Linked DNA regions of Macaca mulatta: region 2 is linked to region 1. A link is a contact called in public Hi-C data. All regions are on one chromosome and are shown on one strand. The core of a region is the stretch at or near the end of the contact, and the rest is flanking DNA. Distances in the headings are between cores, read along the strand shown.

Region 1 (5,275 bases), core at 821-3,320:
AAAACTATTCAAACTTAAAACTGTTATTGAAGTGTTTAGGGGTAAAGTTTACCAATGTCTGCAACTTACTTTGAAATGCCTCAAAAGATATATTGGTGGGTGGCTACAGGGATGAGTAGATACATGATAAAGCAACAGCAAAATATTAGTTGTAGCATCATTCTCAATTCCCCCTCAGCTTGGTGATGCATACATGTACAGTTTTTCCAACTGTTCTGTAAGCTTCATAATAAAATGAACAGACATTTAAATTTTTTTTTTTTAGACTGAGTCTCACTCTGCTGTCCGGGCTGAGTGCAGTGGCACAATCGCGGTTCACTGCAGCCTAGACTTCCTGTACTCAAGCAGTCCTCTCACCTCTGCCTCCAGAGTAGCTGGGACTACAGGCACACACCACCACACCCGGCTAATTTTCTTTTTTCACTTTTTGTAGAGATGAGAGTGTCTCATTCTGTTGCCCAGGTTGGTTTCAAACTTCTGGCCTCAAGCAATCCACTTGCCTTGGCCTCCCAAAGTGCTGGGATTACAAGCCTGAGCCACTGCACCTGGCTAGAATTTTTTTTTAATTGAAAAAGAAGGCCGGGTGCATTGGCTCATGCCTGTAATCCCAGCACTCTGGGAGGGTGAGGCAGGTGGATCACTTGAGGTCAGGAGTTCAAGACCAGCCTGGCCAACGTGGTGAAACTTCATTTCTACTAAAAATACAAAAATTAGCCGGGTTTGGTGGTGTGCACCTGTAATCCCAGCTACTCAGGAGGCCAAGGCAGAAGAATCGCTTGAACCTGGGAGGTGGAGGTTGCAGGGAGCTGAGATCGTACTACTGCGCTCCAGCTTGGGCAACGGGAGAGAAAAGAAAGAAAGGAGAGAAAGAGAGAGAAAGGAGGGAAGGAGGGAAGGAAGGAGGGAAGGAAGGAAGGAAGAGAGGGAGGGTGGGCGGGCACACGAGCCACTCTCTGGGACTTCTGTTACAAATTGTAATGGACTTGATGAAAGTAAGGTGGAGTAAATGAAAACAACATAAAGGGCACAGAACACAGTCCCTAGGACACTTAGTAAATATCAGGTTTTATTATCATTTGGAATGGAGGAAATGGGCACAGACTGGGGACATTCTTTTTTTTTTTTTTTTTTTTTTTTTTTTTGAGACAGAGCCTCACTCTGTCGCCCAGGCTAGAGTGCAGTGGTGGGATCTCCGCCCACTGCAACCTCCACCTCCCGGGTCCAAGCAATCCTCCCACCTCAGCCTCCTGAGTAGCTGGGATTACAGGTGCCTGCCACCACGCCCAGCTACTTTTTCTATTTTTAGTAGAGACGGGGTTTCACCATGTTCGCCAGGCTAGTCTTTAACTCCTGACCTCAAGTAATCCGCCCGCCTTGGCCTCCCAAAGAGGAGTCTTAAATGAATTTCACTGAGGGATTTCAGCAGATTTTCATTACAATATCCACCCTGAAAGTGTAGGGGCCAGAGTTCCACGCTGGTTAAACTCTGTTGCTGTGTGAACTTATACCTGTAATTTCCACCTCTGCACCTCGCATTGCTTGTTTTTAAACTATGAGAATTGAACTCGCGGCCGGGCGCGGTGGCTCAAGCCTGTAATCCCAGCACTTTGGGAGGCCGAGACAAGCGGATCACGAGGTCGAGAAATCGAGACCATCCTGGCTAACACGGTGAAACCCTGTCTCTATTAAAAAATACAAAAAACTAGCCGGGAGAGGTGGCGGGCGCCTGTAGTCCCAGCTACTCCGAAGGCTGAGGCAGGAGAATGGCGTAAACCCGGGAGGCGGAGCTTGCAGTGAGCTGAGATCCGGCCACTGCACTCCAGCCTGGGCGACAGAGCAAGACTCCGTCTCAAAAAAAAAAAAAAAAGAGAATTGAACTCTAAGATCCTCTGAAGTCTAGCAGTCCTGCTGGTCGAACCCCCTTTACTGTTCCTGCCTACACTCTTCCTTCCCTTGACGCCTTCTTTACGTAAAAACTACATTTCCCATGAGCACCCATAGGCGTCCACGTAGCGCAGCCCTCCGCCGTCGCTCGCGCCCTTTATACTCACTTCCGCCCGCCCGCCACTTCTTTTTCTTTCGGCGGAGCGCGGCGGCAAGATGGCCGTGCAAATTTCCAAGAAGAGGAAGGTGAGCCTCTGGGGACTGGGTTCGGGGAACGACTGCGCCGCGAGGGTCAGGGGCTTCTCGGGTGCCACCGCGAGGCCTGCAGCTCCGTGCCCTGCCCTGGGAAGCGGCTTAGGCTTCCTGGCATTCCCACGGGCCGCGGATGGCGGTGGATTGAGTGAGAGGCCCGAGCCAGGCGGGCGCTGTGTGGCCGGGTAAGGGAGAGACAGGTTTTTCTCTGGTTCCGAGTGAAGCGCAGAGAGATGGGGACCAGGCGCCCCTTCTGTCCCGGAGAAGGCGTTTGTGAGCATTTTTTGGTCAATGGAATTAGTAAACGTGGTATTTTGAGGGCGTGTGTCATTTCCCTCATGTCTTATCCCATGGTTTTGGGAAGGGGAGGCAGCAGTGTATACTTGTCTTCTTACTGGTCGAGTCTGGGTACAGTCTGCTGGTCCCACGACCTCAACATGAAGGGTTACTGACGATTGCTTGCTCCGTCTGAGGACCCCGGGAGGAAGCTGCCTCGGATTTAACGCTTTGTTATTCCATGGGAAAGAACTGTGTAAAAATCATTAGCTTTAAAAATAGACAGTTTGTCATTTCGTATACCTACACTTCGATGTTAAAATTAAATCCACAACTCTTGTGAGTTAGGATTTTCCAGCTCTGTTTACAGTTAAAACCACAGGTACCGTAAGGCCAGATAACATGGCTGGGATTCTTTAGACGGTCCAGGTTGTGTCTGCAAGTGAGAGAGCTTATGTTAAGTCCACTATCTATTCTGTTCCTTCACAGTGACAAGTACAGTGTCTTTGCTGTGCTGAGTGAGGTGTAAATAGGCTATTTTAGAGCAGTTTCTTGTTTTGCATGTGGAACTGTTTTAAACCCTTCGATGAAGAGATGATGACGAGTCTGACTTGGGGGTGTTGCCTTCGCCCAGGTTGCCTACTCTGTGCTGCATTCTGTGGCACAGTTTAAAGGGCCCTGGTTGAAGTAACTTCCTAAAGATGACCTAGAGGCATTTGTCTGAGAAGGGTTGCTGCACTCCTGTTGGAACAAGGGTTTGGAACCATTGGTTGGAGGTATTTAGTTTTGGGGAGGGATGCATTGACTAATAAGACACTGGCTCAGGCGAAAGTGAGCCTACACCGATGTCCTAATTTTGAACTTCGCTTTTTTTGGATTAGTTTGTCGCTGATGGCATCTTCAAAGCTGAACTGAATGAGTTTCTTACTCGGGAGCTGGCTGAAGATGGCTACTCTGGAGTTGAGGTGCGAGTTACACCAACCAGGACAGAAATCATTATCTTAGCCACCAGGTAAAACTCACTTGACTGGCCATCACCTATAATTGTTGTAAATGCTAAGTTGGTTTATTCCTTTTTTTGTGTGTGTGAGACAGAGTCTTGCTCTGTCCCGAAGGCTGGAGTGCAGTGGTGAGATCTCTGCTCACTGCAAGCTCCGCCTCCCAGCTTCCTGCCATTCTCCTGCCTCAGCCTCCTGAGTAGCTGGGACTACAGGGGCCAACCACCATGCCCGGCTAATTTTTTGTATTTTTAGTAGATTCGGGGTTTCACTGTGTTAGCCAGGATGGTCTCAATCTCCTGACCTCGGGATCCGCCCACCTCAGCCTCCCAAAGTGCTGGGATTACAGGCATGAGCCACCGCGCCTGGCTGGTTTGTCCTTTGTGAACTTAAGGGGATAGACAGCCAGTGAGTCTGGGCTTAGTGAATGTAATTGCTTCTTAAAAGCTGGATTTTAAGGCCAGGCATAGGATCGCTTGAGCTCAGGAGTTCAAGACCAGCCTGGGCAACATGCGGAAACCCCCTCTCTAAAAAAGATAAGGTTGTGGTGGTGCACACCTGTGGTCCCAGCTATTCCAGAGGCTGAAGCAGGCGATGGCTTGAGCCCAAGAGGTCCAGGCTGCAGTGAGCCATTGGTGTGATCCAGCCTGGGTGACAGAGAGAGACCCTGTCTCAAAAAAAGCTGCATTTTGAAAATTTAACTTTAGTTTTTGTCAATGAAAATTATATGCTTTGTGGCAGAGATTTTGCTACCACATATATATTGCAAGATTTAAAGTTAAATCTAGCATTTGTGAGAGTCATGAATTGTCACTTTTTCCCCGCCCAGAACACAGAATGTTCTTGGTGAGAAGGGCCGGCGGATTCGGGAACTGACTGCTGTAGTTCAGAAGAGGTTTGGCTTTCCAGAGGGCAGTGTAGAGGTGAGTGATTCTGGCGTATGCCAGAGATAATGGCTCTTCAGAATGATAACTTCTAAAAACTGGGAGACTTTGTTCATTACAAATGGACTGATACAACTTTGTTGAAATTCTCTTAATGAATAATGGGCTTAACTTTGTAAGCCTGTTCTGCTAATGGTTGATAGTTAAAGGATTTTACATTCAACTTGGGTATAGAAATGATGCATATGATGGATTGACTGTCCCCATTGGTGTAGTTGGTATGGCCAAAGGAGCCAGGGTGGGAGGGCAAGGAACCTGCACTGTGTGTAGGTGGTAGAAGTGCTTTAGGAATTGAGGGATACTGAAATTATATGCTGTTTGTGATGGTGTTGTGCAGTCTTTTGGCCTCCGTAGGCCACGTTGGAAGAATTATCTTGGGCCACACTACTGGTAGTGCAAAAAATCACGATGTTCAATTTTTGTTGGGCCACAATCAAAGCCATCTCCTGGGCAGCATGCGACCTCTGGGTTGGGCAAGCTTGGTCTAGAAAGTGATGCTTGTGTGACATGCCAAATTTTCAACTTTCAGTTGAAAACAGTGGTGATGGTAACAGGATGTCCCTTCCTTCCTTTAAAGCTTTATGCTGAAAAGGTGGCCACTAGAGGTCTGTGTGCCATTGCCCAGGCAGAGTCTCTGCGTTACAAACTCCTAGGAGGGCTTGCTGTGCGGAGGTAAGTGTCCTGAGACCTAATAATGGTCATGACCTTTTGTGTGTATCAAAATATATGTCTCCTGTTTGTTGATTAGCAGATGAACTGTTATAAAGTGACAGGATCTGCTAGTCTCCCAGGATTATAGTAAGATACTAAACCATGCCCTCACTGAATTGGCAGACTAGCAAGACTATGAAAGCAGCGAGAACCATAAAGGGTGGTCAGTACTGTAATGGAGAAGTGTTCTGGGTGCTTTGGGAGTTCAAC
Region 2 (5,275 bases), core at 1,664-4,163, 34 kb after region 1:
CCTCGTCCTCCTCGCGCAGCCGCACGCCCGCTCCGTACACGTAGTCGAGCACCACGGCCAGCGCCGCCGCCGCCCCGGCCGGGCTTGTGCCTGGCGCCTCGGCAGCCACCGGCACCACTGCCGGGCCGCGCTCGGGCCGCCCGGCCGCGAACAAGTTGTGGAAGTAGGCGCTGGCCGCGCTGAGCGCCGCGCGGTGGCATGGAAAGTCGCGGCCGCCGGCGCGCAGCACCACGTCGGTGAGGGTACCGCTCCGCCGGTACGTGTTCAGGGTCTGCAGCACGCGCTGCGCGTGGCACCGGCCCGCGCACCGCGCCTCGCAGCCCGGCTCCGACTCCTCCGGCCCAGTGCCTTGCCGCATCCTGCTGGGGAGAGAACACAAACAGCATCGGGGAAGTCACCTGGCTGCGCCTGGGAGAGGCGACCGCCCTCATCCGTTTATTTCCTCCCTTGACCACTTGTTAAGCGACTGTCCCCTCCGTTCAGGTTCCTTATGGCTACAGTGCCTCAGCCCCGCCTCACCAGCACGACATTCTGCCCTGCCTACCCACTCAGACACTCAGTGCCCCTTTCGGTTCTTCAAACTCGCTGAGCGTTTTCCTATCGATATCTGCAGAAGACAGATGGCACGCTCTCAAATAGGATAATCGGAGGAGGGTCTAATAAAGGAACTATTTTCAACAGCGGAGTCGGCGTTAGGGACTCCGACAGGAGGAGGGCTGTTCCCCGGGCTACTAACAGCAAGGCGCCTTGGCCGCCCCGGGGTCTGAAGCGGGGGAGCAGGGAAGTTACTGGAACCTGGAAATGTATCTGTGTAAGGAGGGTCCCGTGACAGGAGTTGAAGCCCTGGGTCAAGGGACTAAGGCCGCCCCACAGAGACCCAGTGTGTGCGTGTGCAGGAGAGAAGGTACAATAATTCGACTGTCCTCTGCTCAATCCTGCCTGTCTCCTGCCGATCTCCGGTAGGTGCTGAGCACTGACCACACCCTGAGCACTCCCCTGATAGACAGCATCATACACACAGCATTCGCGCAAACAGATTCGACAAGTATTTATTGGGAGCCTTTTCTGTGCCAGGCAGTGAGCAAGACAACCATAGTTTCAGTGTGCCCGGAGGTCACAGTCTGGCGGCGGTGCCATGGGGAGGCACCGGGTGTTAGGGGAGTTCATAGAAGGGGCGCTGGACCCAGGTGGAGGGGAGTCAGGGAGGGCGTCCTTGAGGGGAACCTTCCAGCTGAGAAGGATGGGCGAATTCTCAGAGGGTGAAAGGTTAGAGCCCAGGCTGAGGGAAGCTGGCCCTCTCTCTAGTGAGTTCTCTTGGTGTTCTCCAGGTAGCACCGTCTGGAAGTGGAAAGAACTCTAGGGACAAACTAACCCAGTCCCTGCCACTGGCTCACGGTGTGGCCGGGGGCAAGTCACTCCTCTCACCTGCCGGTCCTGGCCTCAGTTATCTCATCTGAAATGGGATCCCTACCTCACAGGGCTGTGGCTTCATGACTATTACATGGGCTTTATGAAAAGTGCTGGTACACAGTACGAGCTACATGGGTGTTTCCCTGTATTGTTTTTACTCGAGAGGAAGGGAGGACACTGTGTGTGCCAGTTACTTTTATAGACATAATTTAATTTCATCCTCACAACCTGAGAAGTTTCTTTAGCCCACCCCTGCCCCTTTAGTTTGTCATAAGGGAAACAAGCACACACAGGACACCTGCCCTTCAGAGGTTTGCGGCGAGGCTCAGCAGAGGGGTGTTTGTGAAGGCGCTCTGCAGACTGAGGGGCTGGGCCATGCTGGTTATGATTTGGCCATTATGAACACACAGCCTCTGCTTGCACACCTCCAGGGACAGGGAGTTCCCTCCTTTCCATCAGCTTACTCTAGGGGGCTCAGGTCCACCCTCTGCGCCCTGCCTCTCCTTCCATCCTCCTGCTCCCAGCTGCTCTGCTGCTTCTGGAGGTCAGATCCTGCCCAGCGTTAGTCTGGCTTTCATGCCCTGGTCATTCCGGGCCATGGATCCCCTGGTCAGCATCGTGAGAAATGAACTCCCTGGTGGGCAAGAAAGTTAACTACTTTTGCCCAAGTGGAGAGACTGGATCCTGAATCCACCTGGCTCCAGGGTTTGCATGCCACACTTGCCAGGGTGGGGGTGTGTCCCAAGGAGCAGCCAGGAGGTGGAAGGAAGTGAGACCAGTCATCACAGCACGCTGCAACCAGTCTGTCCTCCACTAGCCCACAAAGCAACTACACTCTGAGTTGAAACCCAAGAGGGCCGGTCTCATTAGCATAAGGATGGACTTCTTGCAAAGGTGTCCCACAGCACAAGCAGCTCCCTGGGGGAGAAAGAGTTCCCTCCTAGGAAGTGTGTCAGTACTTTTTCATTTTACTGTCTACTGCACTGGGCGCTCTGGACACACAGTGACATCAGATCCAGCATTCACTCTGGGATCCCCAGTCTGGGGGCCGAAGGACACCCAGTTGGAACACGGAAGGTAAAAATTCCCAGGTAGGGCTCAATGAGTATCCTCCCTTCTCGGCTGAGTCTAGGCACTTCAAGCCATGGGTCATGATGCAGACTGAAGGGCCCAGCCTGTAGAAGCTGACTCGAACATGCCACCATCACTCTTTTTTACACCCACATCCACTTGAAGCCATTACCCAAGCACCTCCTCCGCATCCTCCCCATCTCAGACTTGTGGATACCACACAGCTGGGGCAGCCCTGCAGCCTAAGCCTTGCCCCATGCACCTGGCGCTTACCTGGCCACACCCTCTCCCAAGTGCTCCGCAGCTGCTGCTCTCACAGGTATCACTCCTGTCTGTGCCTGCTGCCCGCACCCCTGGCAGCCCAAGCTCCAATGTTCGTGCTGCTCTGCCAGACCCCCGTTCGCTGTTTGCTCGGGCTCAGCTGCGGGAGGACAAAGGGGCTGGACGCCAGGAGGGAGGGGGAGGGAGAGGAAGGGAGAAGCGAGTGGGGAGGGGATGCTGGGCTTTTGTTCTACTCTTGGACTAGCCCTGGGAGGGAGGGAAAGAAAGAAGGGGCGTAAGAGTGGATTGACTGTGTGCAACTCCAGGGTTTGGATTTGGATTCGTGCATGGGGTTGGGGGTGACCTGGTGCTGGCCTTGTCCCTGATTGAGGACAAGGGTTTGAAGATGTATGGTGCTGGAGTTGGGGTGTGGGAGGGGTGTCATCGTGCAGTTGTGGGCATGTAGGTTCCAGGGTGACTATGCGTGATTGTGGAAGTACATGGAATGCAGTGACTGTGTAGCACTGGGCTGCGTGTGGACATGTGGCTGTGTGACCATGTAGATGCCAATGTGACTAAGCATGTGTGGGGCAGGGGGCACAGTGGCTCTGAGTCTCACTCCCTTGAGCCCAGGGAGAGGCGGGAGCTGACCTCTGCCCCAAGAAGAGGAGCACTTGCCAGACATTCAGTAGCAGGGGCAGGAGGGCCGCTCCTCGAGGCTACTGTGGGGGCCCAGTGGAGCTTCCAATATTTGCATGCCAGAATCTCCTAGACCCCAAGAATTCTATCCAGAAGATTCCTGTTTGGAAGACACACGTCCCTTGGCTCCCAGGAAGCATGGAGTTAATTTGATGCAGGCTGGAGCTGGGGCTCAGCTTCCCCCTTTTCCCTAAGGACACACCCATGACCGGGCAGACTCTCAGAACAAAGAGGGGAGTTACAGGCCTGCTCTGACGCCACCACTGACTCCTGCTCATAGACAGCAGAGGTCCCAAGGATTGGAAGGAAAGGACACCTGTGGTCCCAGGGCTGTACTTTGGCTTTCAGCCCAGGTGCCCCCAGTCCTGGGCATGGGCATGGGCCCTCCTCAGGCAGGTCCAAAGCTCGGAGAAGTCAAAGCCAAACTCCTCACATGGGGAAGAGGCCTCCCTGTGCTGAAGGCCTGTCCCAACACAGCCGGGAGGCTCAGAATGCCTTCGTGTGGCTGTGAGGGCACCTGCCAGTCCCACTCCCAGCCCCACATTGGACCCAGGAGCCCTCCCGCTCTGTGTGTCATTCCTAGCTTACGGGAGACATAACATATGCGCTGGGGTCAGACTCTGGGTGGGATTCTGGCTTGGCCTGTTCTAAGCTGTGTGGCCTTTGGAGGTCACTTTTACCTCTCCAAGACTGTCTCCCCATCCACCATGTGAGGATACTGGCTCCCAGCCACTGGCACCGTGGTGGACCCAGAGAAGGGGAGGCACCATCCTGCCGTTTTCCCATTCATTCCTGAGAATGGTTCCTCCTCAAATCATAGGGTCAGAACTGAAACCTAGACCCAGTGCACTTGTCCCCACCCTCCTGCTGGCAATTCAGAGACAACACACATCAAGATGGCAGCTTTAATCACATTGGCCGAGCCCCTTGGGTTCCCTCTGTGCAGGCCTACTTAGCCACACACCCACCCTGACCATGTCCAGAACACTTTTACCAGGTGGGCCCTGCCCTGTGGCCACTGATGTGGGAACCTGAGGTTAAATCAGTCTGTGGACTCCTGGGTTAGGGGACTCTTCTGCCCTGAGGTCTGCTGGACACTTCGGCATAGGATCCAGTAGCCCTGAGCTCACTCTTCTGGCCATCTCCAGCTGCTCCTGGGGAATGTGGCTCAGGTCTGCTCCTGGGACAGGGGGTTGGTGGTGGCATGAGGTGGACTGGGGAGGAGGACGTGTCTCCACACTGCAGCTGGCTTCCTCCTGGGCCGAACCTCCTTGTGCTTTGAGACTGACAGGAAGAGCAGAGTTGCTTCGGGTAGAGGCCCGGCCCAGGCCCTTGGGGCAGGATAAAAACAGAGAATTCAAGTGCCTCGGGGCACAGATAGGAGGACAGACGGCACAGGTGAGCATCCGCACCCTCCATTGCCACAGGGGGCATGGCATGGCCCATGACCCATCAAAGCTTCCAAGTCAGGATATAGGAGAGGGCCTCAGAAGAGGGGCCCAAGCCCTAGGCCCCGCACCACCCAGAAGGAGCCCCAGGCCTGCAGGGGCATCTGAGAGGCTGGAGTCCTGGTCCAGCTGGGCCTCAGGGGGACACGGGAGTCCCCCTCAAGAGAGGCTGTGGCTGACAAGGGGCTGGAGCCCACAAGGAGGCTGTGGAGCCAGCTTCCAGAGCACTCCGAGTTCAGACACGCTTCCATCAGCTCTCCTAGGCTCCCCTGGCTTCTGTGTCAGGTACAGGTGGATGAGACATGTCTTCAGCTAACGCCCACTCCGCTCTGTGAGGGTCTTGGCGCGGCTGCCACCCCCTCGGGGGCCCACAGGGGTGGCGGTGC

The links. A called contact is a pair of places that touch in the nucleus more often than the background predicts.
Region 2: a contact with region 1 is called in a Hi-C map of fetal cortex germinal zone, with 1.7 times the contacts expected there. The contact joins the promoter of KLHL35 here to the promoter of RPS3 in region 1.

The regions. Positions count from the first base shown.
Region 1 is chr14:75,814,850-75,820,124 of T2T-MMU8v2.0, forward strand. RPS3 (ribosomal protein S3) reads left to right here and starts at 2,071. Exons shown (of 7, transcript NM_001266290.1): 1 at 2,071-2,130; 2 at 3,294-3,424; 3 at 4,240-4,333; 4 at 4,932-5,026. The coding sequence starts at 2,101. LOC114672509 (small nucleolar RNA SNORD15) reads left to right here and starts at 2,994; the gene lies at 2,994-3,141.
Region 2 is chr14:75,848,406-75,853,680 of T2T-MMU8v2.0, forward strand. It overlaps KLHL35 (kelch like family member 35), which reads right to left and starts at 2,914. Exons shown (of 7, transcript XM_077963847.1): 1 at 2,755-2,914; 2 at 1-359. The coding sequence starts at 358. It overlaps GDPD5 (glycerophosphodiester phosphodiesterase domain containing 5), which reads right to left. Exons shown (of 18, transcript XR_013404150.1): 17 at 4,772-5,275; 18 at 4,333-4,697.